Linked DNA regions of Mus musculus: all the other regions are linked to region 1. Evidence: chromatin contacts called from public HiChIP or PLAC-seq data. All regions are on one chromosome and are shown on one strand. Each heading gives the region's core, a stretch centred on a gene start, on an enhancer-like site or on the middle of the called end of the contact. The rest is flanking DNA. Distances are from core to core; before and after follow the strand shown. Region 1 has its middle 170 kb from the start of Gm32656. Region 2 has its middle 330 kb from the start of Gm20125. Region 3 has its middle 220 kb from the start of Gm20125. Region 4 has its middle 300 kb from the start of Gm20125. Region 5 has its middle 460 kb from the start of Gm20125.

The links. HiChIP or PLAC-seq counts read pairs in DNA pulled down with a chosen protein or histone mark.
Region 2: a contact with region 1 is called in a RAD21 HiChIP or PLAC-seq map of pro-B cells, with 7 times the contacts expected there. The contact joins two enhancer-like sites. A contact is called at or near these places in 1 of 15 datasets of contacts at CTCF or cohesin (pro-B cells) and 1 of 115 datasets of contacts at active chromatin or transcription factors (large pre-B cells).
Region 3: a contact with region 1 is called in a RAD21 HiChIP or PLAC-seq map of pro-B cells, with 6 times the contacts expected there. The contact joins two enhancer-like sites. A contact is called at or near these places in 1 of 15 datasets of contacts at CTCF or cohesin (pro-B cells) and 1 of 115 datasets of contacts at active chromatin or transcription factors (embryonic stem cells).
Region 4: a RAD21 HiChIP or PLAC-seq map of pro-B cells shows a contact between it and region 1, with 13 times the contacts expected there. The contact joins two enhancer-like sites. A contact is called at or near these places in 1 of 15 datasets of contacts at CTCF or cohesin (pro-B cells) and 1 of 115 datasets of contacts at active chromatin or transcription factors (large pre-B cells).
Region 5: a contact with region 1 is called in a RAD21 HiChIP or PLAC-seq map of pro-B cells, with 28 times the contacts expected there. The contact joins two enhancer-like sites. A contact is called at or near these places in 1 of 15 datasets of contacts at CTCF or cohesin (pro-B cells), 7 of 484 Hi-C or Micro-C datasets (the C10 cell line, ECoMG-derived neutrophils, the HPC-7 cell line and 4 more) and 2 of 115 datasets of contacts at active chromatin or transcription factors (the 230-238 cell line and large pre-B cells).

The regions. Positions count from the first base shown.
Region 1 is chr10:17,482,566-17,488,235 of GRCm38.p6, reverse strand. No RefSeq gene overlaps it. Among named protein-coding and RNA genes, the nearest start is that of Gm32656, 170 kb to the left of the region's middle. Within about 2 kb of position 2,830, at least 89 of the 459 cell types and tissues checked have an H3K27ac peak or open chromatin away from gene starts, as enhancers often do. A contact at or near this core is called in pro-B cells, where this site is marked.
Region 2 is chr10:16,758,972-16,764,583 of GRCm38.p6, reverse strand. No RefSeq gene overlaps it. Among named protein-coding and RNA genes, the nearest start is that of Gm20125, 330 kb to the left of the region's middle. Within about 2 kb of position 3,898, at least 2 of the 459 cell types and tissues checked have an H3K27ac peak or open chromatin away from gene starts, as enhancers often do. A contact at or near this core is called in pro-B cells, where this site is marked.
Region 3 is chr10:16,873,771-16,878,991 of GRCm38.p6, reverse strand. No RefSeq gene overlaps it. Among named protein-coding and RNA genes, the nearest start is that of Gm20125, 220 kb to the left of the region's middle. Within about 2 kb of position 3,706, at least 20 of the 459 cell types and tissues checked have an H3K27ac peak or open chromatin away from gene starts, as enhancers often do. A contact at or near this core is called in pro-B cells, where this site is marked.
Region 4 is chr10:16,788,124-16,793,490 of GRCm38.p6, reverse strand. No RefSeq gene overlaps it. Among named protein-coding and RNA genes, the nearest start is that of Gm20125, 300 kb to the left of the region's middle. Within about 2 kb of position 3,555, at least 18 of the 459 cell types and tissues checked have an H3K27ac peak or open chromatin away from gene starts, as enhancers often do. A contact at or near this core is called in pro-B cells, where this site is marked.
Region 5 is chr10:16,635,605-16,640,896 of GRCm38.p6, reverse strand. No RefSeq gene overlaps it. Among named protein-coding and RNA genes, the nearest start is that of Gm20125, 460 kb to the left of the region's middle. Within about 2 kb of position 3,691, at least 23 of the 459 cell types and tissues checked have an H3K27ac peak or open chromatin away from gene starts, as enhancers often do. A contact at or near this core is called in pro-B cells, where this site is marked.

The DNA.
Region 1 (5,670 bases), core at 1,581-4,080:
CTTCCTGCTTTGAGGCTAATGGACCGAACCTCTGAAACTGTAACCCAGCCCAATGAAATAATTTCATGTATAACAGTTGGCCTGGTCATGCTGTCTCTTCACAGCAATGGAAACTCTAACTAAGACACAGGGACTCACATTTAAGCTCTTGGCTGAGCTGAGTTCTAATCTGGGGTTTTTAACAAGCTCATTTAATTTCATGCAGTTGTAGAGACTTTATGTTCCTAGATTCTCCTTTTTTTTTCTTTGTTTTGTTGTTGTTGTTGTTGTTGTCTGAAAGATGTGTTCTAAGCCCCTACAAGTCACATGCCTAGGTCTTCCTCATCTGACTGTCTTCAAAGTCAGAAATCTCCCTTGCCTTATACACAAGTATTCTCGTACTTGAGGATATTTCCACCAAGAGAACTTAGCCTTCACTGACTAAGTAAGGTGAGGCTAGATGAGACCTGGGACTCAGTTATAGGTATATTGCCTATAGTACTCTGTTGTGTGTAATTTTAAAATGTTGCCGCCTTAGCCCAGGAGCTGCCCCAGTGCTACCAGCTCACCCCCACCCCCTCCTTTTCCTTTTGTTCCACACTGCTTAGCTCCAGGATTGTCTACCACCAGCCCTAACCCAGCTTCATTTTCTACGCTCCTTTGTTCTGGGAGGGCTCATGCTGCCAGCTCCCACCCAAGACCTTGGAATCTGGGTAAAAGACGCACAGACAGCTTCGTTTCTTTATAACTTTCCTACTTGTCACAATTGCTGAGTGCAGATATCTCCCACCTAGAAAAGCTGCCCTTACCAATTTATTATTTTGTTTCTCCTCCCTCCCTAAACTTAGTGGCTTGTTTCACTTAGCCCCCGCCAAACATTCTTGGCCACCTGTCTGTAGTGGAGGCCACAGGCCCTAGTTCCCCCCATGGCTTTACATGAGTGCTGCATCTTTTTTCCTCCAAAGCATGGCAGAAAAGCCGCTCTCCTTCCTTTGAATCTCTCTTTTCCTCCTGGAGCCGGGTAGTCCCACCTGTACACTCTGCCCAGCAATTGCCCTCCCACCCCCATCCCCCACCCCCGATTCTATATTGACAAATCAAGAACCAACTCTGGAAATGGGGTTAGCATCAGAATCTCTCCTTACAGTATTCCTTAGTACTTCTCATATTCCAGGAAAGAGACCTATTATAGAAGAATGGAGGTTGCTTTGGGCATCTTGAAATCATGGCTACTACAACACTCAATGCATCCGTTTGTCATTTGTCAGAATGAGACAAGTCTCACGTAATGCACATAAAGTACCACAAGTATATAGAGCAGAATCAGAACTTTTCTCTAGGATGGTATGTGTCTACCATATAGTTTAATCAATATTTGATACTCTATTGGGAATCTATATATGCTGATAGCACAATAATTCACTGAGCAGCATTAATCTGTATAAACTTTACATGTTGAAAACAGTTTGGTCCTCAAATCTGATAGTTTGCCAATTTTCTGAGCAGGGGAAATGGACTCCAGGAGGCAATATAAGTATATGCACAGAGTACATACGGGTATATATACGTCTAGTTATTTTGTGCTATTCAGAGGAGAGAAGCCAGAAGAGTTTTGCAGTAAAATACAATCGGAACAGGGAATTAGGCACAAGTTGCCTGTAGTGTGTCCACATTTTTCTTATTTATCAGGGTCCTTGCAGGAGAACATTTACATGTGCTATTGACTCCCCAATCAGCGTATTTCTGTGAATGAGATGGTGCACTTTCGTAAGTACTGCCCTGGTAACCTGCAAATGATGAAGATCGATTCAGACTGGAAGTTCAATACCCTGTTGGGATGGAAGTAACTTCTAGGGTCTAACAGGCAATCTAATTATGTCCACTGAAAGAGCTTCTGTGGATTTACCTGAGAAGAAGAAAAACAAAAGATCTGCTTCCTGGTTATGTAACAGCTTCATTTGAAGCAACTTCAGAACTCTCCGGAGAGTTCTATTTAGAGATGTTCCCATTCCTGTTTCACAAATGGTAACAAGCCGAGGTGTTCTGAAGGAAATTGACTTGCCCGAAGTCTTAGGAAATCAGTTGAAGCACAGGAAAGTTACTACAACATCCCCCCAAAGTCCTTAAATGTCTAAAATCAGACAACCAAGCTAGGTAGAAATTTTAACATGATATTGCAGTTCTAATCCTGATACCCACTTATTGTACTTTATTAGTAGTGCTGCCATTTTCTTTTCAGAATTCTCCAATACTATCATTTTAAAAACCTCTAATAGAACTCCTAAATATTCTATAAGGCAACTGAGTCACTGTAGATTCAGAGAAGCTATGTTTGAAGGTTTTAAGCTTAAACATTCTTTTTTTTCTTAATTGTTAAGTATAAAATTGAATTATTTGAGCAAAGTGATTTTGTGATTCTTTCAATCCCATGTAGGAAGTATTATATTATGTAGTTCCTCTGAACTTCTTAGGAAGGGATGTTTAAGACACCGTTACTTCTTATCTGAAGTCCAGTTCTAAGAACTCCAGAACCCTTGAGCCCTGCTCACCACACTGTTACCAGTAAAGAAGAAGTCAGAGGATGCCAGATATAGCTAAAGGAAGTGAAGGGCAAACCCCATAACACTGTCACAGTATGGTTTAAGCTCCAGTGAAGAAGAAACAAAAGTTGAATCCTGTTAAGGAAGGAAGAATAAGGAAGAGTGGAGAGAATGTCCAAACGATCCAGGAGAAACTGGGAACAAGTGTGTGCCGTGCTTGCTCTGATGGTGCTGGCTAGTTCCCACTGGGATATCACCTATGTAGACATCCATGTAGACATTTAGGAATGATGATCGTATTACACATGGATTTAACAGCAATGTAGTCCAAAAACTGACCACATATCACACGGATGCTGGAGGCCTATGAGATAAGCCTCTAAACTGTGCATTTTCATGATTTTTTTTCAATAAATTGCTATCAAAGTAGAACAGTTTGGAAATTTTCTGACATTAAGTAGGAAAACATAGAACATTTTGAAATGGTGAATTTTAAATTAGGAAACAACAGTGAAGTATCTAGAGGGACAGAGTATACCAAAGGAAACCCACAAACCGCAAGCTAAGACGTTGTTACCCTGTGGACTCACCAAGACAAAATACTTCCCCCTCAACTAGAGCTGCTTTTAGCTCGGTACTAAATACCCACTGTACTAAAAATGTAGCTGCTCTGTTTTTCCAGCTTTTGTTTTTCTTCCTTGTCTGCTGCAGACTCATGTGAGAAATGAGAACTAAATATTTCCCGGATTACTGAGAACCAGAGGTTAGAATCTCCTGAAGACAAGTTTCCAAAACACATGGCTTTGCTGCTTTTTGATGCTATCATATAAATATAATGAAACTCAAATCAAGCAAGGATGTCCTGCTTTGGAACTTTAAATGCATACATGAGAAATATTAACTGTTAATATTGTGATTTTGCTAGAAGCATTAGAACTGGCTGCCTTACACCAGTTCTATTATTATTGTTATTATTATCATCATTATTATTAGTTCCATCACTAGTCATTGGCTAGCTGCTAACTTACAGCTTGTGACATAGCCCTCATTCCATTTTGACTGAATATTTACTTTATTTTATGTGTATGTGTGTGTGCACCTTACATATGTGGGAGTCTATCAAGATCAGAGAAAGACTGGATTCTTCTGAAACTGGTATAACAGACAGTTGTGAACTCTCATTTGGCCATCGAGACCTAAACCTGGGTCCTCTGTAGTAAGAGCGGTAACTGTTCTTAATCTCTTAGCCAACTCTAGCACCCATGCCAAGCTCACAATGCTCTCATTGGATAACCAGCAGCCAGAAAATAGCTGTTGCATTTAGTCATATGCTACATAGAGAATGGTTGAATGAATAAAGTAAGAAATTTACTTTGTCTTGACAGTTCTAGAAACAGTGTCTTGGAGTGAATAATAATCTAATAGCAAGGTTCTGTTTTCTGTATGTTCTAGAACGTGGTCATTAGGTATTGCCTTTAGAAGTCTGTGAAATTTTCAGGGAGGAGATGTTTACTCTATTTGAACATTGACATAAGTGTATGGCCTACACTAGCTAATTGTATTCTTTGTGTGTATACTGTTTACAGGATTTGTGAAATCAAATCAAATAAAATGTATTATCATATCTAAGGAGGGAAAGCACACATGTTGTAGATGGTGCTAGTGATGCCTGTATTTTGATGTTAATTCCACTTTCCTAGGAGGGGTTGTCTGGAGGAAGGAATGAGTCACATACTCAGGTGATCTCGTGAACCTTCCCCTGAATGAATGAAAGGACCAATCACTGGGTGAGTAGGCGGGACTTCCAGGTTAGATAGAGGAAGAGAGGAAGTAGGAGAGAGTTAGGGGCTTTTGGACTGGGATAGCATGAGGACAAGATGGAGCTGCTAGTGTCTCACGGTTTCAATGGCAGATCTACCAGGATTTGCCACCAGAGGACTTAGATTTAATATGACTTACAAGATTAGGATTCTAGTTCTTGCACCCAGTGATTGAGTTACCATTGCTTCTGAACTGAGTTTGTGTTGTGTTTTCCTTCATGTGGCAGTTTGGCTGAGTTCCAGAGAGAAGGGTACGGAGGCAAAGTGTGGGTTTGCCAGATGTGTACCACAAATGGCCATGGGCGTTTTGTAGTTTGGGGCTGGCGAGGTAGTGACCTGCCAGTGGGAACTTAGTGAGCTGGAGAGATTTCCGGAGCTCTGGGCCAGAGAATCTGCTGAGATGAGAATACCCTGCTGATGCCATGTGGACTGACGTAGCTCAGAATATTGCAGTTCTTTTTTTTAAATATTTCCCACAGCACACAAGTCCAAGTGTTGGTCAGCCGTGAAAACATTGAAAGAGAGAGAGACATAGACAGAGTTGAATGCAACTTTCCAATGTCTGTTTCTCTGTCCATACATCCAAGTCCCCTGAAGTCCTTTATGGAGGAGACAGTTCAGCTGATAGAACACTTCCCTAGGTAGGATAGAGCTAGATATCTCAACTTGGGGCAATGACTCATTTGTCTCCTTAGCTTTTATTATTTCTCATTTCCAGACCACCAAGCATTCACTGAATTGCTATTTGGCACATATAAAGGTGTGCTTTCCATCAGAAATGTACTAGTACTTTGACCTCAAGGCCCTTTAGTCCCCATGATGGTCATTGCCCTTCACATGTAATAAACTGCCATCAGGTTTATATATCTATTCCATGAGCTTGGTCAATGTGAGTCGTTCCTGAAAGAGATGTGCTGACAGTTCATGTATCTGAACTGGCAAGTTTCCCAGTAGCATGTCGGACCTTGATAAATTCACTGGAATGATGAATGGAGACCTTGTGAGGGAGGCATAAGCGCTGAGCCAAAATTTTTATTTGAACTTTTGAGTTAATATCCATCTACTATCCATTAAACAGATTGGTTACTTAAGTGGAGGCAGGGTTTTGAATCTCTCTGACTTAAAAGGATTGTGGCACTCGAAATTGTCATCATCTGGTCATGGATGTTTGCAACTGAGATCTAAGATCAATCCTGTATGATCCTTCTCCATGTTTAGCAAAGCAGGTAAAGAGACGATTGCTTTTTCTATCTCCACCTGTGACCCCCCAACCCCCCTGTGTCCTTGAGGTGAGCCTGAGGGCTCCATAGTGAAGGCCAGGTTCTTCTGCA
Region 2 (5,612 bases), core at 2,649-5,148, 720 kb after region 1:
AGATTTTTGTCCAAAGTTCTTCCTACAGCAACATTACTTTTATTGCTCTTTAATAAGCTATTTCTCAGATTAAAAAGCAGTATAAATTTTATGAGTCACACTTTTAATCTATATAATTAGCCCTAAAGTGACCATAAATGTGTTTGATATTAGATAATTTATTATTGCAGCATTTGAGTAGTATTCTCTTCCTGTCTTAATGTCAGTATTTACTATATGATAAAAAATACAGATACATTTTTTAAAAGTCTATGTTACTTATCAACATATCCCTGATATCAGGCCTTCTGAGGAAAATCAATAAATTGAGGTGGTTGTTTTAATATTTTTATGTAATTAATTTGTTGTGAGCATATGTAGGGGAGGATGTTGCCCATGTCTAGGTTCTCAGAGGAGCTTGCATTGGCTGTCTTCCTTCTGCCCATGCTTTGACTGTATCACTAGTTATTTGGTAGGACATAGAGAGTGTACTACAGGAATTTGAAACCCTGGAGAAATCCCTAACTCATTATGAATCTATTATTAATTTCCATCCACAATGCCCTATTACTCAGTTGCTCACCCCCCCAACCGTGCATATTGCAATCTAGCTGTTGTGAAATTGTTTCCCCTGTTTCTTTTGAGATGTAAATTCCTTAGAGACAGAGACTTCGCTATTTGGATTGCCTTATGGTGCCCTGTAAATAGCTCTGTGCACAATAACTGCACAGTGGCATCCACTGAGCAAATATTGCCACTAATATTATTGTGAATTATAAAACACATAAGTAAGATCTGAAGATAGCTAATAGATCTGAGTCCTTTTAATACTTTGAATAAATAAACAGTTTCTTTCTAGGAAAATATATTTTGAGTTGCTTTTTAGATAATTTGACAAGATATCTTTCTTAACATGCCAACTTAGGTTTTGTATAAATAATGAACTCTAAATAATTAGCACTTAATCCTTAATTTTAAAAATGAATATAGTAAATATATATTAAATGTGTTTATGGACAAGTGAGATACCTTAGAAAGAAAATGTTCTTGTTTCCAAATATGAAAAAACTGTGTTCAGTTTTAGGAACCTAGATGGTAAGAAAGAAATGACTTTCAAATGTTTTCCTCCAAACTCCACATGTGCACTGTGGCTTGTTCCTGTGCACATATGTGCATGGGCATGCACACAAATGCATGTCCACTCCCTCTCACACACAGAGGCACATATACAGCCAAAATAACTGTTAAAACAATCATATAGGCAGACACATTTATTTAATTCAATTTAAAGCCTCCCCAGTATTTAGAAAGTCTTGCTTTGCTAACATCTTTAGCATTTTCTTTTTATAACTTTACTTGGATTAATAGCCAGCAAACATGGTTTCATTACATTATGAAAGTACCTGGAGTAAAAGTATTGACTGTAATGAATGAATCACATGGACTTAAGTCGTTATTTTCTTCTTAACTGCCTCTGTGATTTGGGGCAGTTGTTTAGCATCTCAGGACACATGTTTCTAATATTCTTGACTGCAGACTGAGTGTGATTCTTCAAGGCACAGAGGTTGGTGACTAAGGAAAAAAAATCAATCTAATTGAATTCTGGTAAATTTGATAAAACATAAGATGAAAGTAAAGAATAAAAAGATTACAATAAAATAAATGTACTATGACAAAGCAGTTTGCATTAATTTGAAATGGGGATGATACAACTGTTTGGTATTTTTATTCTCAATAACAATATAACATTGGTTCTTTGAACTAAGAATGAACCATTTCAATAGGACATCTGTGATAATTTGATTTTTCTTCCACACAAACCCCATCATGATGTTTCCAGTCAGGAGCACAGCTTTTATTGAGAATTCTCCTTGATTTGTGTGCCGTGGTAAATGCAAGAGATGCTGTAGCATCAGTTGTGATGATGCAAACTCCTACAAAAAGGGACTTTCTCAGCTTCTAGTATATGAATTTTTGTACCAGGAAAAGTCAGTTTTTTACCTTTCAACAAAAGGTAGTTTAATAATTTCATAATTGAAATTAATATCTTGTCTTTTGCACCATAGGTAAGGATTAAATTTAATCATACAAATAATATAAAACTTGAATATAAAATTTCCAAAATAAAGCATATGATCTTGGGTTAGGTAAAGATCTCTTAGATGAGATATCCCAAAGCATAATCTATAAAGAGATAAATTGTTAAACAACTCTCCTGGTACAATAATAAAAATCATAGAGTGAAAGAAAACAATTAAAATCATAATTCTAGGAATATACTTTAATAGCATATGTAAAGGAATTTCAAACAACCAAGGAAGACTTGCCTGTAATAATCTTGAAAGAAACTGATATATAGAAACTAACAGAATTAGATTTAGTGGAGAAAACCATAGGAGTAAAAGTGAATTCTTGTTAAGTTCTAGGTAAAATGGTTCCCTCTTCAGTAATATTAAATATAGGTCAATGGTCTCCTAATGAAGAGTGGAAAAGTGTAAGAAGCAGTAGTCATGAAACAGTATAAGGGATATTTAAGAATTATGAATAACGGCAGTATCTACTTTGTGGCAATTGCTACTTAAATTTTATAAGTGTTAACAATAAATTCAGACAATGGTCTAGGCAAGAAATTTGAGGGAAGAATACAAAAGTCACAGGCCATGAAATTAATAATGGACAACTGAGGTTACATTAAGACTTGTACACAGCACAGGAACTAGGCAACAGGATGGATTGCCAGCAATGGAATTGGAAAGAACATTTTCAAAATCTGTGCTTGACAAAATATTGATGTCTGTTATATAGAAAGAACTAAAAGATCACAAAGCAAATTATCAATAATGACAATAAAAACAATAATGACAATCATGATGCTTATGACAACTTAGAGGATCAACAAGTATGTGGGTAAAGTGCTCATGATCATTAACCAGTAGGGCAGAAAGACCAAAACCCTAACACAACAACTCAATACCATGTTGTGAGTAACAATTACTGAATATACTAAAGTTTTTTTTGACTAAAGGGAACAATGTGTACCATTGATTGGGACATACATTATTGTCTCCAGTATTGAAAATAAGATGGAGAACCATCAGAACTAAAAACCAGAATTGCCAACCAACTCAGAAACAGGAACAATGGGTAAATGTATAAAGAAAATGAAATCACTTCATAACAAAGACATCTGCATTCCAATCTTCACTGCAGGACTGTTCACAGGAGGCAAGAACAATAAGAAACTTAAGTGTTCACTGTCTAATAAAGCAATAAAGACAATATATTAAAATATTTGGTGTAACCTATTAAGCTACACAATGAAATCAATGCACACACACATGTGCATGTGTGGTAACTGATTTACTATAGATTAAAAGTGAGAACATAATGTTAGCTTAAGAAATTTAAAAGAAGTTTAGTACTAAAAATTAATATTAATATTTTAACTTTATGCAGAAAGGCAGAAAAAGAGAAAAGTTGGAAATTCTTTTAACCAAATAAAATCTTTTATAAAAGGGCATATGTATGTGCTGAAGTGTATGCACACACACCATATGCATGTAGGAGTCCATGGAGTTCAAAGAAGGGCATTGGATCACTTTGAATTAGATATAGAAAAAGCAGTCATAAGTTACCATGTAGATATTTGGAAACAGATCTCAGTTTTCTGTAAGATCAGTAAGAGATCTTAATATCTGAACCATCACTCTAGCTCTAAATAAAGAAATTTGGTTAAAATGATGTAGCAAGACATTTAGGAATCTCAGAAAGTATTTAATATGTGGACTAAAATGTGGCCATCATCTATGGATTGGTCTAACCAGTCACTATAAAACAGCAAGAAATGTAGCACACAAAGAAAGTAGAAAATAAATTCACATTACTTACTGCAGCTATGACTATCATAAGAGCAGTGCACATAGCATGACCTGTAACGCTTGAATGAACTACAACACAGTCTGATCTTAATATAGGAAAACATGCTCTAAAATTGCCATCATTCACTGAAAAGTGATTATCTGAAAAAAAAAAAAAAACCCTAGCTTTGCATGAAACTTTCAGAGCTAATTATAGATCTTGATCAAATCAATATATAAATGCAGAACATTAGTACCAGTAACAATAATAGGAATAAAATAAAAATAACAATAATAAAAATTTCAAAATGTCATGCTTCTTGAGAATAGTTTTACAGAAATACAAAACCATCTGCAAGGAGAATTGAAAATAAATCATCCTTATTAAGTGAAAAGGAAAACACATTTAGAGATCTCTCTTTTTCTTATACTAGTGTCTGTATTTAATGCAGTTTTTTAAACTGTAACATTTTCAGCAGGTATTTATCAATGGATGTTAATAAATTGACCTTAAAGTTTATGGGTAAAATAAATAACTCAGAATATTCAAAGAAAAATGGAGCATTTATACTACCAGTTAAAAATCATTTATACTGAAGACATAGTACATATAAAGATGCTCACAGGTACAAACAGAAAGTCATATACAATATATATGCATATATATATGTACACACACACATATATATATATATGAATCTATACTATGATATATATATGCATAGAGGTTAAATACAAGTATATACATGAAGGAACCAATATAAATGTATGTGTCTATTTATGTCAATATATTGCATATCTATATATGAATGTAGATAATATATGTTACATATAAATGTATATATATATACACACATATGTATGTATACACACACACACACACACACATATGCAAGTAAATACACAGAGAGATACAGATAGATAGAGAAAGGTAAAGGAATCCAAATAATATTACATAAAACTCAATTGTTAGTAAAAAAAAACCTACCAATTGTTAAACAAAAATTTAAATATGATTAGCATTAACTCCAAGAATTTTGAATAAAATTTAAAACTGAGGTTCATGTGCTTTTCAATGGAATTTAGTGTGTTGCAAATGGAATCAAATTAAAGGCCCAGTCAGGTGTCCATACCTACAGACACCTGATTCTGATAACAAAGCCAGAAGCACCTTCTGGAGGAATACATCTTCAGCACATGGTGATGGTCAAACGAGATAGCTGCATGTAAAAGAATCCAAATAGATTCTTACTTAACACCTGCACAAATTCAACTACAAAGAGAACAAGTACATCAAAGTACACTCAACCTGTTTGGATAGCCTTGAACTCATTGACATTAAAACGACTTCCTGAACAGAGCCGCAATAGTGAAGGCATGAAGACAAACAATTAATACATGGGACCTCATGAAACTGATAAGCTTTTGCACAGAAAAGGACACTGTCATTCAGATAAAGAAGCAAGCCATAGAATGAGAAAATATTTTTACCAACTACACATCTAATAAAGAGATCATATCCAAATAATATGAAAAACTTTAAAAAATCTATATCAAGAAAACAACTTAAATTAAAAAAAATAAGATGCAGGTATAAGCACAAATTTCTCAGAAAAGGAAATCCAAATGACTGAGAAACACATAAAGAAATGTTCAAAATCCTTACTTTGAGGTTTCATTTTAAACCACCAGATTGTCTAAGATCAAGGAAACAAATGAGATTTCATCCAGGTGAGAATATAGATCCATTGTTGACAGGAGTGCAAAACTTGTACA
Region 3 (5,221 bases), core at 2,457-4,956, 610 kb after region 1:
TGTTTGTTTTTTATTTTTGGTTCGGTTTGGTTTTTTTTTTTTTTTTTTTTTTTTTTTTGCTTTCTTGTGACTTTGAGAAGCCATTATTATGAATAGTCATTCTTCGTACATGTGAAAAGATACACTTGCTTTTACTGGCTGCTGCAAAGGATGGTGTTAAAAATCACAGGAAGCCCTGTGATGACCAGTCTTTAGTAAAAGCAATACTGGGACATGTACATAAGCACAGGGCTGATTAGGAACTTTCCATTCCAGATTATAGTCCTAGAGGACAGGCCAGCAAATGTATCCATATATATCACAGGATTATATACTGCCAAGTCATGGCTTGATCAGACATGCCCACATTAAAGTATTCAGTAAAACAAAGCAGAAGTGTATTATATACCACTTTTTTTCTTTTCTTTTTTCATTTATTTCTTTACTCATTCACTCACTTTACCTCCTGATTGCAGCTACTCTCTCTTCTCAGTCCTACTCTTATAAGTCCCATGCCACCCCATGACCAGTCCCCTCAGAGAAGGGGAAATCCCCCTTGGGTACCACTCCATTCTGGCACATCCAGTCTCAGCATGACTAAGCACATTCCTCTCCCAGTGGGCCCAAGCAGGCAGTTTCCCTGGGGAAGGTGATCCAATGGCAGGCAACAGAGTCAAAGACAGCTCCACATGAAAACCAACTTGTAGATCTGATACAAATTTGTAGAGGGCCTAGGGCCAGCCCCTTTATGCTCTTTGGTTGGTGGTTCAGTCTCTGTGAGTCCCCATGGTTAGGTGACTCTGTAGGACTCCTTGTGGTATCCTTGACCACTCCAGTTTGCTCAGTTCCATCCCCCACTCTTCCATAAGATGCCCTCAGCTCCACCTGATATTTGGCCTGTCTTATAAAATTTTAAAAAAAAGAAAAGAAGATTAATAAGAAAGGGATTCATTCATTCAAGTATGATACTGTTTTGCTAGTTTAATTTTAAGCTCGACTCTGTCCATCTAAAAGAATGTACTAATTTCACCAGTCTATAGAATGCTGAGTGTGGGTCACATTGTTCTGCCAAGTCAATCAGAAGGATCAGAAGGTAAAGTTCTTGATCTGGCATCCTAGTTAGTTCTGGTGCTGATAATAGGATGTAGGAAAGAAAGCCTTGATGAAGTGAACTGAGTGGGGAGAAAGCACAGTATCAGCCTAGCCCCACAGCAGGGCTTCTGAATATGAGAAGTGGGAGTAGAGACCAGGGATGCCAGGCATTCCTCTTCATGTCTAATAATGTTAAGATTACATTTGAAGGCTAAAGGGTGCCAACTCTGCTTGTAGAATCTGGTAAACATGTAGTCAACTCAAAAAGAAATTAATGTAACTAAGTAGTTTACTCAGGGATTTGATTTTTAATAAACTATTGAATGGTTTTTAAATTTTTTTATTGATTTATAGAGATTTAGAAAAATACTATAGAGGCTTCTCATGCAACCTTAATCCAGTTTTCTCCCAAGGAGTTTGGTCTCACATAAATATAGTACAATGCACAGTGCAACAAGCTAGCATCTTACTAAGCACATGTGCTTCTGTGTCATTTTATCCCATGTGCAGTTCTGTGCAAGAACTACTTCAATCATGAAAAGCAGGTATTTCACAACTACAAAAATATCTTTCATGCCATATTTTCATAGTTATTTTATTCCCTCTTTTCCCTCCAAGTAGCCTCAATAGTTGGCAACCTTTGATCTCTGTTCCATTTCTAGAACTCTGTCTTTCTTATTTTGTTAGATTAATTAAATATATAGTATGTAACCTTTTTGATTGGGTTGTTCAGTCAATTAATTGGATTTTGTCCTCAGCATAATGTCCTGAGATCTATGTGAACGTTGAACCGGTCAATAATTAATTGCATTATTGTTGTTGAATACTATGCCATGGTTCTGAATGTATAATATCTAGTTTAAATATTCAGCTATTAAACAGTGTCTTTACTATTAATATTTCTTTCTATTTTAATTTTATGGCACAGGTTCTTGCCATCTGTTCCAGAATTCCTTCCTGGTACTTGCTTTGTAGTCCTGGCTGGCTTTGAACTCACGGTAAGGCTTCCTAGGTGCTAGGATTACAGGCAGTATTTAGCTATTAAAAATGAAGTTATATTCATGTACTATGATGGAGTTCAAGATTTTATTTCTTGGGGTCAAAGTAATGCATAAGGATGTCCTTGTTACATTGTATGGATCTTGTACATTTTGTTTTCTGTGAAACTATTTGTTTTCCAGGATGGCTCTATTATCATTCTTTATATCATTTCATTTCTGATTAGCGAAGAACAAGGGATTCTATTTTGTTTACATTTGGCCTGCGTTTGTTCTAAAAGATTTAAGCATTTTAGCCATTTTGATGAATATGTTTATCATCACAATATTGCTGTAGTGAGTTTGGCTAATTGCTAGAGATGGGGAACGTGGTTATATATGTGTTCATTCATTCTTGTGCGGCCTTGGATGAACTAGGTCTTTAGGGTTTTACTCATTGTCTAATTACATTTTTATTTTAATATCAGATTTTGAGTTTTTTATTCAAGTCAGGTGAGTTATTTGTCAGATGTGAGACCTGGAAATATTTTCACATTGTGTATTCTCTTTTACACCCACTTGATAGGTAGGGTCTTTTGAAAGACAAAGATTTGAATTAAGGTGACAAATTTTGGAGGCAAATACTTTTAATTTTGATTTAAAAAGTTTTTTGATCATACTTTTATGTTAAATAACTAGTTTGATACCAAAATCAGCTCAAAATGGGTTCTAAAATAAAATGTAAAATGTTATAATTTATATATCACAGAAAGACTTTCTATGTAAAGCTTATTTGTTTCTCTTATTTCCTTGATTTGATAACACAGGAATGCAAGAAAATATAGGCTGTACAAGTGTCATCCAAAATTCTGAAATAGGAAATAGTCTATAATTCAAAACAATTAAAAACCATCTTGATAGCACAATGGAAATTTCTAGGCAATGCTTTATATGATAAGGGGTAGTCAGAAGTTAAGCATAAAAAATTGCAAGACATCATCTTTACTCTGGATGTATGGGTCATAAAAATGCTAGCATTGTGTTTATAATTGCTGTCTATCTTTAATATATCTTATTATATATAAATGGAAGTGTTCTAAATGCCATGAGGACTTTTGACTTCCAACCATTTTATAAAGGCATATCCAACCTATATTCATTGTCATTGGAAATAACTTACATGGACAAATTGTCATTTAAGAATAACTAATTAGCATAGATTTCTTTCACAAGGTTAATTTGGAATCTTGATTATATGTTGTAATCCTCGAATAGTTAGGATATTTAAGCTTAATTGATTACTCGTGTAGGATAAAGAGTTATAGTATTGATGGCAGTGGTCCCAGGCATTTTTCATTATAAAGACACAAACCTTGTCAGTCATAATGTTTGTAGGATATAAGATGATTTTAACTTTTCTACTAAGAGGAGAAACTATGGAAAAACTACTTTTTTGAGGTATAAATTGTTTATTGGAGATACTGGTGAACAATGTGCTCAGTGCAGTTTAGGGAAAGGTGTGGGTCTTTTCTGTCTGTCTGTCTTCCTTTCTTTTCTTTTCTTTTTTGCTTCTTTTTTAAACCACAGAAGCCTTTCTATAGAGGAGGCAGAATAATCTGCTGTAATATGTTCAAGGCCAAACTGAAAGGAAGGAAGTAGCTTTTCCTTCCTCTTTAAGCTGTATTTATAACTTCTATTTTTTTTTTTTTAAATTTGGCTATCTGGTATGGAAATTTTAAAAACTTGAGCTCCACAGAAATAAAAATGTCCTGGATGGGTCATTGATGATAAGAATACTAGTTCATCTCCTCACAGCAAACACTAGAATTTTAATTGGGCCACTTCTTTTTGCAAACATAATTAATAAAGGTGTTGGAGGAATATTGATCTGGAAATTAATTCTTAGACTCTCCTTTAATGGACAGTGCTTAATCCAAAAGCACTATAACTTTTATAAGCAAGGTATCATACATTTTGGTGGTTTTTGAAAAGTAATTGTAGACTAACAATTTTCAAAATTGGGATTAAACAAAATAGATATAATTAAACACTAAACGAAAATTACGGCTGACAGAAGACTGGAGTTAATTGCAATCATTGGGGGCCAGAATTACGTTCTTCTGGTTAGAATATTGACAGAATTTCTCAATAAATCATTCAGAAAACTAAGGGGAAGCAGGAGTATAGATGAGCTGTTGCCAGGCTAATCATGAAGATCATGTATATTGTAAAGACTGGGATACTATAGTTGGATGGTCACATTGGACAGGGGTGGGAGACTGGGATACTATAGTTGGATGGTCATATTGGTCACATTGGACCTGGGGTGAGAGAGGCAGAGGATTGTTTATTACTCCTGACATTTTAGTGGAAATTGAAACATATTTTTAAGAGCAAGCATCCCTTGGGTCAATGGTAACAGGTATCACGGAATTTATTAAATCTCAGTAGAATTGTTTCCATCATTTCTTTGCAAAGAATTTGTTAGATGTAACATTTTCCAGAAGTACTGGGAAAATGTACTCTTTGTGCCAAAAATAAGAGTGAAATTGACTTGAAGCAGAAAGTCCCCATCCCAGCTGAGGAAATGCAAAAAGTAAACAAAGGGTATAAATAGCAGAAGAATGCAAGTCTGTGGTTAGCAATGACGTCTGGATGTCCAGTTTAACATTCTGCATTCTATTCCCAACCCTAGTTACAAACTGAATGAAATTTTAGCGATGCAAATATCCCCACATTTGGATTCTTTTTTAGTTATGTGAACTTTCCATGGGTATTTCATCCTGAATATTTTCAGCTTTGAATCATTGAAATGATGTGTTTGTCAAAAGTAGCCCAAGTTGTCTTTCACTTTGCCATTAGGAATAAGGTTGCATGCTCAACTTCAGCATCCTTAACAACTTTCCTGTGAGTTTTATTTCCCAATCCTGAATCATGATGATGCCACTGTCAATTTCAACTGGAAAAGTCTTTTTTGGGAATGTGTAAGCATTTCTGTTGCGTCCTTTGTGTTTGTTCTTAGTCTGTAGCCTTCAGGATGACTTATTTTCAAATACAACAGATCAAAACCCAATGGGAATGAAAGTTTACAAGGTTTCCCTGGAAATATTTCTGATAGGAAGTATTCACAGAGTTCAGTCATTTTGTACTTTCTTGTATTTAAAAGACTTTTT
Region 4 (5,367 bases), core at 2,306-4,805, 700 kb after region 1:
GACTGAGCTCAGGGATCCAGGTAGGGGAGCTGGCAGAAGGACTGGAGGGGCAGAGGGGGATTGCAACCCCATTAAAAGAACAAGATAGGCTGACATGACCACTCAGTTCTCCCAGAGTCTAGACCACCAACCAATGTTTGTACCTGGAGGGACCCATGGCTCCACATACATATGTAGCATAGGATGTCCTTTCCTGACCGCAGTGGGAGGGAAGACCTTTGGTCATGGGGAGGTTTGATGACCATGAGTAAGGAGATAAGTGGTGGGGAGGGAGAGTGTGGGTGGGTGGGGCAGAACTCTCATACTGGCAAAGGGAGGGCAGATGTGAGAAGGGGGGTTGGAGGAGGGGTAACTAGGAAGTAGGATAACATTTGAGATGTAAATAAATGGAATGATTAATAAAAAGAAAGAAAAAATTATTAGTCTATGGTAAAACATTTCTTTAAAAAAAGGATAAATGGGGAAAAAAAGAAAAAAAAAGGACACGGGAGTTAGTGACTGGTAAGGGTTGTCTCTGTGGCACATGGCAAACATGTATCAAAACCCAGCAAACTGTACAGGTCAAAAGAGCCTTGCTTTATGTGAACTATGGACTCAGCTACCTTTTTAAACTGTATGCACTTAAATTCTTACATGAAGAACAAAATGTGTTTGTAGTTCATACAAAACAGACATATATAATTAAAATGTGAAAAGCAGCAATCTCCAAGTGAAGAGATTTAGAATTAATGGCTTTGCTTTTTCTGTCGTTTCTTTGCTAAACTCTTTCACCTCTTATTTAATGTTGTTAAAAATAAGAGTCTCATTAAACTATGACATGAATGTTAATTGACTAATAAAGTATATTAGGGATAGATTCTTACTGCAATAATAGTTTATGTACTGTGTACCAAGGTACTTTGAATGGATCTGTTCTTGCTTAATTGGAAGCACAGGCATCCCTTAAAGTTGTTTGTTGTTCTTGTTGTAGTAGATGATGTATTAGATGAATTTGAACAGATCAATGGATTTGATCCTGTGAGCATGTCTTCAAAGGGAACCAAAAGGTTCTCTTCTCCCAGCCTTATATTTTGCCAGATAGGTTTCTTATTTCTCCAGTCTGCCTATCACTTTAATAGCAATAATATTAAAGAATAAAATTTTTACTCTTTAGTCATTATCTAATGATTCATAAAATCTGTCTAGGGTACACAATCTTCTTTTATTTTCTTGATTTCTTCTATGAAACAAAATAGTTTATTCCTATGTCTTGTCATCAGGAAATAGCTTGTCTTAAGGGTTAATACTTCCATATTTGTTTCAAGGCTCTGGTTTTTATCTTTTCTTTTCTTTTTTCTTTTTAACTTAACAGCTTCATACTTTATTTTGTTTATAAAAGATCTTTTATTTTTATGTGTGATAAAATCCAGGTCCAGATCCACAGCGTTAGGAACTATTGAATTTTAGCAGCAAAGTCAAATAGTTTCTTCTGCAGATGTATTTCTTCCTCACTTTCCTTCACTACAAAATGAAGACTGTAAGTCAAGTCTTGCAAGATCTCCATGTGTTCTTTGTGATCCCAGTAGACGACATGCATTCTGCGCAGTCGCAGTCTACTCACTTCTAACACCTTTCCACACTTTATAATTGCATTCCTGCACCTGGTAGTTTCCCCTCGTGTATATGGGGATAATTCTAGCTCCAGTGTAGAAGAGGAAACGAAGCACCCCCCCCTTTTGGCAAACAAAACAGATGTTAACTTTTTAATATCCTTTGTATGCTACAGAGATTATATCTCTTAGTACACATGGCAGGTAAGTTTAGAACAGGATATTCACAGTTTTTGTGTGAGGAAATATTTAGTAATCAACTCTTTTCAAGGAAAAGAAAGTCACTTATTGGTAGCATTGATAATTTTCACATTGATACTTTCGCAACCTGACTATTTCAAGCCACCAGAATATGATCGACCTGTTTAATGTAATTCACGACCCTCATAAATCTGGTCCAGAAAAGTACTGAGAAATCCTGCCCTTCAAATACAGTTTCAATATTAGAATGAAAGAGACTCTCCTGATTTTGTTCACTTTAACTCTTTTGAGGGGGGCAATTTTCCATTGTGGTCTTTCTAGTAGGTTACTTTTATGTTATTCTTATAACAAAGGCTACTTCTCAACTTTGCTGTTACTGTTACTTTATCAAAAATCAATCAGAAAACTAATAATAGCATGTGTTAGATAAAATAGTAGTTTATTTCCCTCTTCCAAAGCATGGCTTGCAGCAGAATTTTATATTATTTTGTATTTTGATTTACAAAAATTTGTATAGGAATTATAAACTTAAAAGGTAATTAAAGTTTGTGAACTGAGGACCTACTGTGATCAAAATAGTAATTTGTAATTATCATCTCTACTATATTTTATTATTATCTACCAAATAAAATACCTCTTCTTAAAGTTACTGTTCTTCTTTTGTAATGCAACCAGTAGTGGATATTTTAGCTTTAGTCATTTTCATGATTTTGCCCTTTCACTAGGCTTTCTGAGGTCAGAAACGTTTTCTAGACTAATCCTTTAAAAGACGCTAGCCTGGGGATGGCTTGAAAATAGGACTAATCTAAAAAATACCTGTATATGTCTTAATTCCTGTGCATATCTTGCTTGGTTTATGCAGATGACCCTCACACCAGCACTGTTTTTAATCATAGACATCTTGGCTGAAATTTTCACAGTAATCTTTACATACTTTGTGTATGACCTTTCTCTCTTATTTAAGATTTTACATTATTTAAGGCATGGCTGAAGAATTACATATTTAACATGACCCCTACAGGTTTTAGAAGTTAGAAACAACAACAAAAATATGTAGGGGTGGTCTCTGCAGGTTTCTGAGCATTTTGTATTCATTTCTGAAGGGAGATGTCTCTATCATTCTGCTTAAACTTTATACTGTATGTCAATTTCAATGTAGAACAAAATCCACTTGCAAATGACACTGTGCTTACACCAAAAAAGGTGATCAAATAGTCATAGGAGCCTAGTCAAATAAATCCTGCATTTATAAAGATAGTATTTCATAAAATAGACTTAATGATGTTTATATGACTTCCTGTGAAAGCAGAAAGAACAGTATAATAATGGTATAAACATAGGAAATATCTGTCCCCAGGGACACATGATCACCATCTACAAGCCTAGAATTCATAGATTTTTGAGGCTATAAGAAAAATGAAAATTTGCTTACTACAGTTACTAAGGAAAAACAGCAAAAATAGTTTGCAAGAACAGACATGGTGCTCAGGTGAAAAGTTTACATGGAATATGACAAATATTTCAAATATCAGTAAGGTGTTTTTAAGAACGTCACAGATCCACTATTTTTTAATATGTTTGACAGACTCAATTTTCCTTCCTCTTCAAGTTGTGGAAGATGTTAGCTTTGAGTCCTCCCTGAGGAATTAGAAAAAAGAAAAAAAAAAAAAGAAAAAGAAAACTTTGATTTTCCCTTGAACTCATGTTCTTCCCCCTGTATTAGAATAGCACAGCAGCTGCTCTCTCGAATCTGGCAAATCCCAAGAGGGCTGGTTGTACTTGGTGATTGTAGTTAGCTCAGCTGCTCTGGGGTTAGAGTTGCTTCCTGCTGGTTCTGTGTCCACAAATATTTGTTAAATAATATGCTGAGAGAAGACATAGAAAGGATCTACAGCTGTGCTGGTAACCTCACCCCAGTATAGTCTAACAAATACTCCCAGAGTGCCTCAGAACACTCCTAATAGTCGACCATTGCTTATGAGCCTCACATGACATTTTCTTCCATATACAGAAGTCCGATTTTCTTTTAACACCCTTGGCTTCTCCTCAGGAAGGAAGAAAGGGTTATTTTTATTATTTAGCTTGGGGAAAAAGCAGTCCACACCAGTCACTTTTCCCCACCCTTTATCTGAGATAGCACCACTTTGGTGTATACTGTCATATCTTTAAATGCTATAATTTTATAAACAAAGTAAATCATTGAGAAGATTGACAACATTTTGGATGATGAGAGTACAGCTAAGAAAACATTCAGGAATCATGTAATTTGTTATCAGGAAGATCATTTCTTATCCCACAACATCAATTCCGTGGGTAATCAATATGGTATTTTGTTTTTTATCTATTTTCTTTTTATCATTTTGCAAACAGTTTAGAACCCTGATTTTGAATGCAAAGTGCTATTTATTGGATGCTATAATCCTTAGTGTAGAAGGAAATTCTTGGAAATTTGAACAAATTGTTTCTAAGTCTATACCAAGCACAAAACACTATCCTCCATAAATATCATCCAATTGTATAATTAACTAATATGATTTAAAGTCCATTTTAGTGAAAATTGTATCTGACTCTTTTCTTGATGTAGCTTTTGAAACTATTAAGCCCCATAAATATTTCTGAGCCCCATATATATTATTTAGGATAAGAATACATACCACCACATACATTAATGTGTAACAGGAGCAAATAAAAGAAGAATGGAAAATTCTCTCTCTCTCTCTCTCTCTCTCTCTCTCTCTCTCTCTCTCTCTCTCTCTCGTGTGTGTGTGTGTGTGTGTGTGTGTGTATGTGTGGTGTGTGTATGGGAGACAATTATATGTGTCTTTGATTACAGAATTAATTTACTCTATGACTTGGATTCTGAAGGGTTGTGTGAGTACTCTAATTGATTCCAAGATAATGGTGCCAGACCTTCCTTACAAAATTAGGCCTTCTTCCCCGTACTAGACTTGTTTCACCATTTGGATGTCTGTTAAATTGATGCTAACCCTTAATAAACTTAACATGTGAATACCTCATATTTCTAAGTGGGAATGCTGAACTTGTTAGAGAACAGTGAAAATGATTTCTGCAAGAAACAAACACAAACTTCAACAACCATATATTTTGTAAAAAATAATTGAATTTATGGAAATATTTAAAACCCCATAACTTTAATACATGGGTTAAGAATCTGGCAGATATTCAGCTCTCAAGAGAATTGGGCAGACTCGTCAGAAGTTCAAGACCAGTAATATGGGCTATGTAGAAGTAACAGATCTCAAGGAAGAGAGAGAAGGTAGAAGAATTAAGTGAGTGAAGGATCAGCTTCATTTTCTCCACCAATTAAAGAATTAAAGGCAGAAAATAAGAGTCATCAGAAATTTGGCTGAGTCATGGAGGAGACAACATATGAAATTGAGGAAACTTGTCTTTGACTTTTTAAAATTATTATTATTTTTAGAGTCTCATTTTATTTTTATTTTTTATTTAGATATTTTCTTTATTTACATTTCAAATGCTATCCCTAAAGTTCCCTATAAGCTCCCCCCGCCCTGCTCCCTTACCCACCCACTCCCACTTCTTGGCCCTGGCATTC
Region 5 (5,292 bases), core at 2,442-4,941, 850 kb after region 1:
GGTGGGAGTTGGGATAGGGATTCACTCTCTTAGGAAGGAGATGGAGAAATCCTGAGGGTCCTAAATATTTTCTACTATACCGTGTTTTGTTATTCTATTATTCTAGTCTAGTCTAGTCTAGTCTAGTCTAGTCTAGTCTAATCTATTGTTTTGTATGAAGGATCTTACACTATAGTCAGGAGTGACCTGGAACTTACTTTGTAGCCCAAACTGACTTACAACTTAAGACAAACTTTTGTCTCAGATCCCAAGTATTAAGTATTCCACCTTAAGATACATTGTATTTCTTTTTTTTTTCTTCTACCCACTCTTTTCAGGGGAATTCTTCTTTAATATTCCAATTTAGAAGTACATGGGTATCTGGGGTATTTTTCTTTTTAAAATTAAAAGCTGGTATAAAATTCAATGACTGCAAGTGAGGTTATGGAAGTCAGAAGGAATGACACTTGAGGCGATGTGAGACTTGACTCACTATCATGTTTCAGACACTTGATGAGAAACATCTGGTATGTGACCTCTAACAAGTCCTGACAGGGTCAGGTCTCCGGGATTAGTGCAGCGAGCTCCATGCTGCAAGGCATGCATTGATGGGAAGCTTGGATTTCTGGATAGTTTAGAGATTGAGACGTGAACAGTGCTGTAGTATTTATGTTTGGGACCTGTGGATTAGGCTGAAACCAGGAAGACCAAGGCTCAAGTGAAGCCAAATTCAAACTCCATATGGCATTAGCTGAAGAAGAGATTATTTACCATTATTCTCATGGCAGAATGTAATAGTGTCCCGAATGTACCCTGCCATGCATTGATGGGCTCAGCTGAGAAATGAGGTAGTATTTCAAGAATAGCTGGTCTTTACCTTCAGGACTCGAAGAGCTCTGAAGTCAGAAAACACCATATCTAAACATGAGAGCTTACAAACTGGTACTGCAAAAAGGACAACTCTACAATACTTGCACTAAAAAAAAAAAAAAAAAAAAAAAAGTGTTGTTGTATAATAAACAGTAGCAGTGTTTCTGCCTAGCTGTCAATCATGCATATCACATAGCAAGAGTTGTCCAAAACGTGTGTCCTCAACAAAGATTTGAGTCTTTTTTTCTGAAACTAATGTCTGTTTTTATCTTTCAAATGTTAAGTTTACAGGATTGTGTTGTTTTGGTTGCTTATTTTGATTCATGATGAAGAACAAAAAATTGGAGATTCTTGTAATTTGCATGCCCAGAGGCCTGTAATTATGAATAGAAAGCTGTATCTAATTTTATAATACTATTTTCTTATTTTGTGATTTTGATAATTTGCAGCAATTATAAACATATGAAACAGAAATGTTGTTGTACATACACATGATTCAGAAAAAATAAATTGTTCTTCAAATTTATGTCTCTAAAAAAACCCAAAACCTTAAACCAATATTCCTGTATTAATTTTTAGATTATTTGATATTTGTATAAAGTACAGTGACTACAATTCAAACAAGGGGAATTACAACTTCATGTACATATAGCTAAACACAAATGGAATATCTATTTTAAAGGATGAAAAGTTAAAATCTTAACATTGCATATAGTTAATAACATAAAATGGAACTCAATATTATATACATCTAAACCTATAGTATAAGGCTTTAAAGATAGGTGTCATATTCAAAATTAACTACTTGAGGTTTAGGGTATAATTTCCAGAGAATATCATATTTGAAGCAATAACATCTTTGTCTTTCCTAATTGTGGATGGAAATAAGTATTTTTTCTCTATATGATAAATTAATAAACGTTTGGGGTGGGTGACAACTGCACATAGCCCAATTAAAAAATATATGTATATATGAACATGTATATAGTTGGAAAGTTCAAAGAGCACAAAATAATTGTTCAAGAATGAGATTATCTTAGGCAGTATAGGATTATTATGTTATTCATATTCCTAAATTAGTAATTTTAATATCTATAAAATGTAAGAAGTTAGCACAAAATGTTTTGACAGCAAGTAAAATGTGGATATATTAATATCTGTATATTTATGGTATAATTTGTTTCTTTTTACATTATGTTTAACTTAAACAGATTATGAAATATAAAGACATCAAAGTAAACACTAAAATGCATTATGTAGTGAAGAATATAAAAACATACTTTAAAAGTAATGCTGCATTTATATGTGCTAAGTTAGTATGAATATATTATACTAACATTGTTATTTAACAGTCATTTATATTGCTATGTTATGAAAGTCTGTTCAGCAGTCACATATTTTTGTCAGTGAAGAGAATATAATTATTTTGAATACAACTACTGTTTCATTTATTACACATTTGTTTTCAAATAATATCTCCTCTAATTTTGCTGTCACCAATAAAGACAGAGCTAGTTTAACTTTCTTTTTCCTCTCTCTTTTTGTTCTTCCTTCTCTCCTTTCTTTTCTTGGTTTTCCTTTTTTGTTAATGCCTATATGCCTCTGTAGCTCCTGCCACTAAATCCTCATTTCCATTGGCTGTGTGGCTGAGTCTCTTCCCTCTTGTTCCATTTTTCTGCACTAACAGCATTAGGGCAGTGGAAATGAAATGTTACAGTCAACAGTGTTTAATATTTTTTTGTTCTTATCACTGTTAACACTTCTATTACTATCAAAACGTTTGGATCAGCACTGTCAGTTACACAGAACCTGCTGACACACCAAGGAAAACTTTGATAAACAGTTCTGCTGCGTTTTTCTATATTCTGCAGAGTTCTTATGTCAAAATGTTTCTTTGTTCCTTGGGATATTTATGTTGAAAAAATATATTGTGGTTTGTTAAGGGGGTGGTTTTGTATTTCTACTTGAAGTTTTAATCCTTTACTTCTAACCTCACAGTAGGTTGCTGTAGAAGTGATTAGATTGTAACAAATATAGGATTATTGTAATTCAGGGCAGACAATAAGCTGGGAATGATTTTCTAAAGAACAAAGATGTCATTTTCATGGAAATATAACAACAGTTTCAAAGAAAGGAGCAGGTTTGAAAGAAATAAATATGTGCTTGACTAGGGCAGATTATAAGAAGAAATAAAGACCAAAATTTCAAATGAAAAATTGACAGTTCTGAAAATTTACATTCACTCTTTTCTTTGAGTTCTAAGGCTCTTTGAATGTATGCTTATGGGCTTTCAAGCTTACTGCTTGCATTCATCAGGACCCCCTCTTAAATACCTACATTTAATTGAAAGCGACATTTGACCTTGAACAAAGAACAGCAGTTTCTCATTTATTTTTGTAAGGCAGAGTCATCTTCTACTGCATATTAAATCTTCCTTTGCATGTGAAAAAATGGAATTCCCAAACGTTGTAAGCCCAATGAAATTGTATATGCTACACAGGTTAAATGTTAGATGGCGGCAGACATTATATTGAGGACATTTTCTAAATAAGTTAAATATGGAAAATAACTGAGCAAATTGTCAGTATTTTCAGAAAATATTTCCCTCCCTTTCACACTGAGTGTGGGAAAGGGATTCTCAGTGCAAGATGAACTTCACTTAGTATGTGTCAAGTTACTACAGAGGACAGTTGCTTATCCTCAAAGAATAATGCTGCTTTGACAAACTTTTGAATGGTGAGAGTTACAGAGACAGTTTTCATCCTCCACTCCCATGACATGCCATTTTATAGCTCTGCTGATGAGCACACAGCTCCATCTGGGGGCAGAGCCAGAGGGAACATTTTTTGTCTTGGCTGGATGGCTGTCATCATTGTGCAATAGAAGCTTCCTGTGTCAACAGCACTCATCCATAGCCCATTCTTGGTCATACTTCTATCTAGTTTATTTCATGACATTCTGTAAGGTCATGGTGTTCATTCTAAAAGCCCTTCTGTAGGAGTCTCAGAACCTTGTAATTGGTTCTTCTTCTCTAACTGTTCTTCTGTGTCTACACATCCATTCCTTCTGGCTTTTTCAATGTAGCTTGTATTTTTTTTTCAGATCTAAATTACAGAACATTTTCAATTCACCTCCAAAATTATCTGTACTATTTGCACTTCTCTTCCTTATTCTTCATCTTTATTTCCTGTCAGGTCTACATTCTTATCTTCAAGGGGCTGGACTACTCTAATGATCCTTGGTTCTACATATTGGGTCCTTTCTCCTGAAACAATGTATTCTCTCATTCCCACCCTTTTCATTGGTTATCTCATGGCCACACCCAGACAATATACCTGAAGTTATTTATTTGGCATTGCTAACCTAGCTTCTTTTCACTTCACACTTTGGCATCTAAGAGTATTCCTTCCTCTGCATCAACACACATGACTGATTCAAATCAATAAATTCAAATCAATAAATTGAATAAGTTACAAATATAATTTTTTATTTACCCTCACTGTAATATCATGACTAATTATGTCTTAGTAATGGCTACTTGAAACACAGAACCAGCATTCTAATTACCATTTGCCAATACTTAATCTACCATTGGCAATATGTAATGTGAGTGTGTGCACAAGTATGCATGTATGCGCGCACACACACACACACACGTGTGTGTGTGTGTGTGTGTGTGTGTGTGTGTGTGTGTGTGTGTGTGTATTTGTGGTGCAGATGTGTGTCAAGAGGTTGCTATACACATAAGTATGGATGGACATAGACTCCTTGAATGTCGTACTTTCAGCATCTACCTTGCTTTTTGAGACAAGGTCTCTCACTGACACAGAACCCACCAAATAGGCTGCTGATCCTAGGAATATGGCTATCTCTGTCTTAGCAGTAATGGATCACAGACATGTGCTCATGGACTTGGGGTGATTTGTAAGACATTTTCCCTTGCTGAACAGTATGATCTGTAGCCCTTAATCAACATCCTTTTAACTGTTGTTCCAAATAGACACGTAAGCGACAGCATCGTTCTGCTCAGAATCTTTAGTTGCCGCCTGTCAGGAGCAGGTGACTGAGTAGTATATGGTTTAAGTGATGACTTCTCCACATAGAAGGTGTGGAATTCAGCCAGCCTGTTGATTTCTTGCTGTGCCTTTTCTTACTTATTTCTTCAATTGTTCTAAACGACTTGGAGGTTGAGTTGGACAACATTGTGCTTTTTTTTTTTTTTAAATCAGTAGCATCACACATGTAAGTAGTAAAAAGATCCTGACTTTTGTCATTTTATTATTACATCTATTATAAATGTTGTCACTGCAACTATCATAGGTACTGTGATATGAAATTTAATCACTAAAGTGGTTGCACTAAGCAGCTGTGTCTACGGAGCTTAGGAAATCATGAGAATGGAATCCGTGTAATTGCAGTTGGTGATCTTTTAAAAGAAACTGA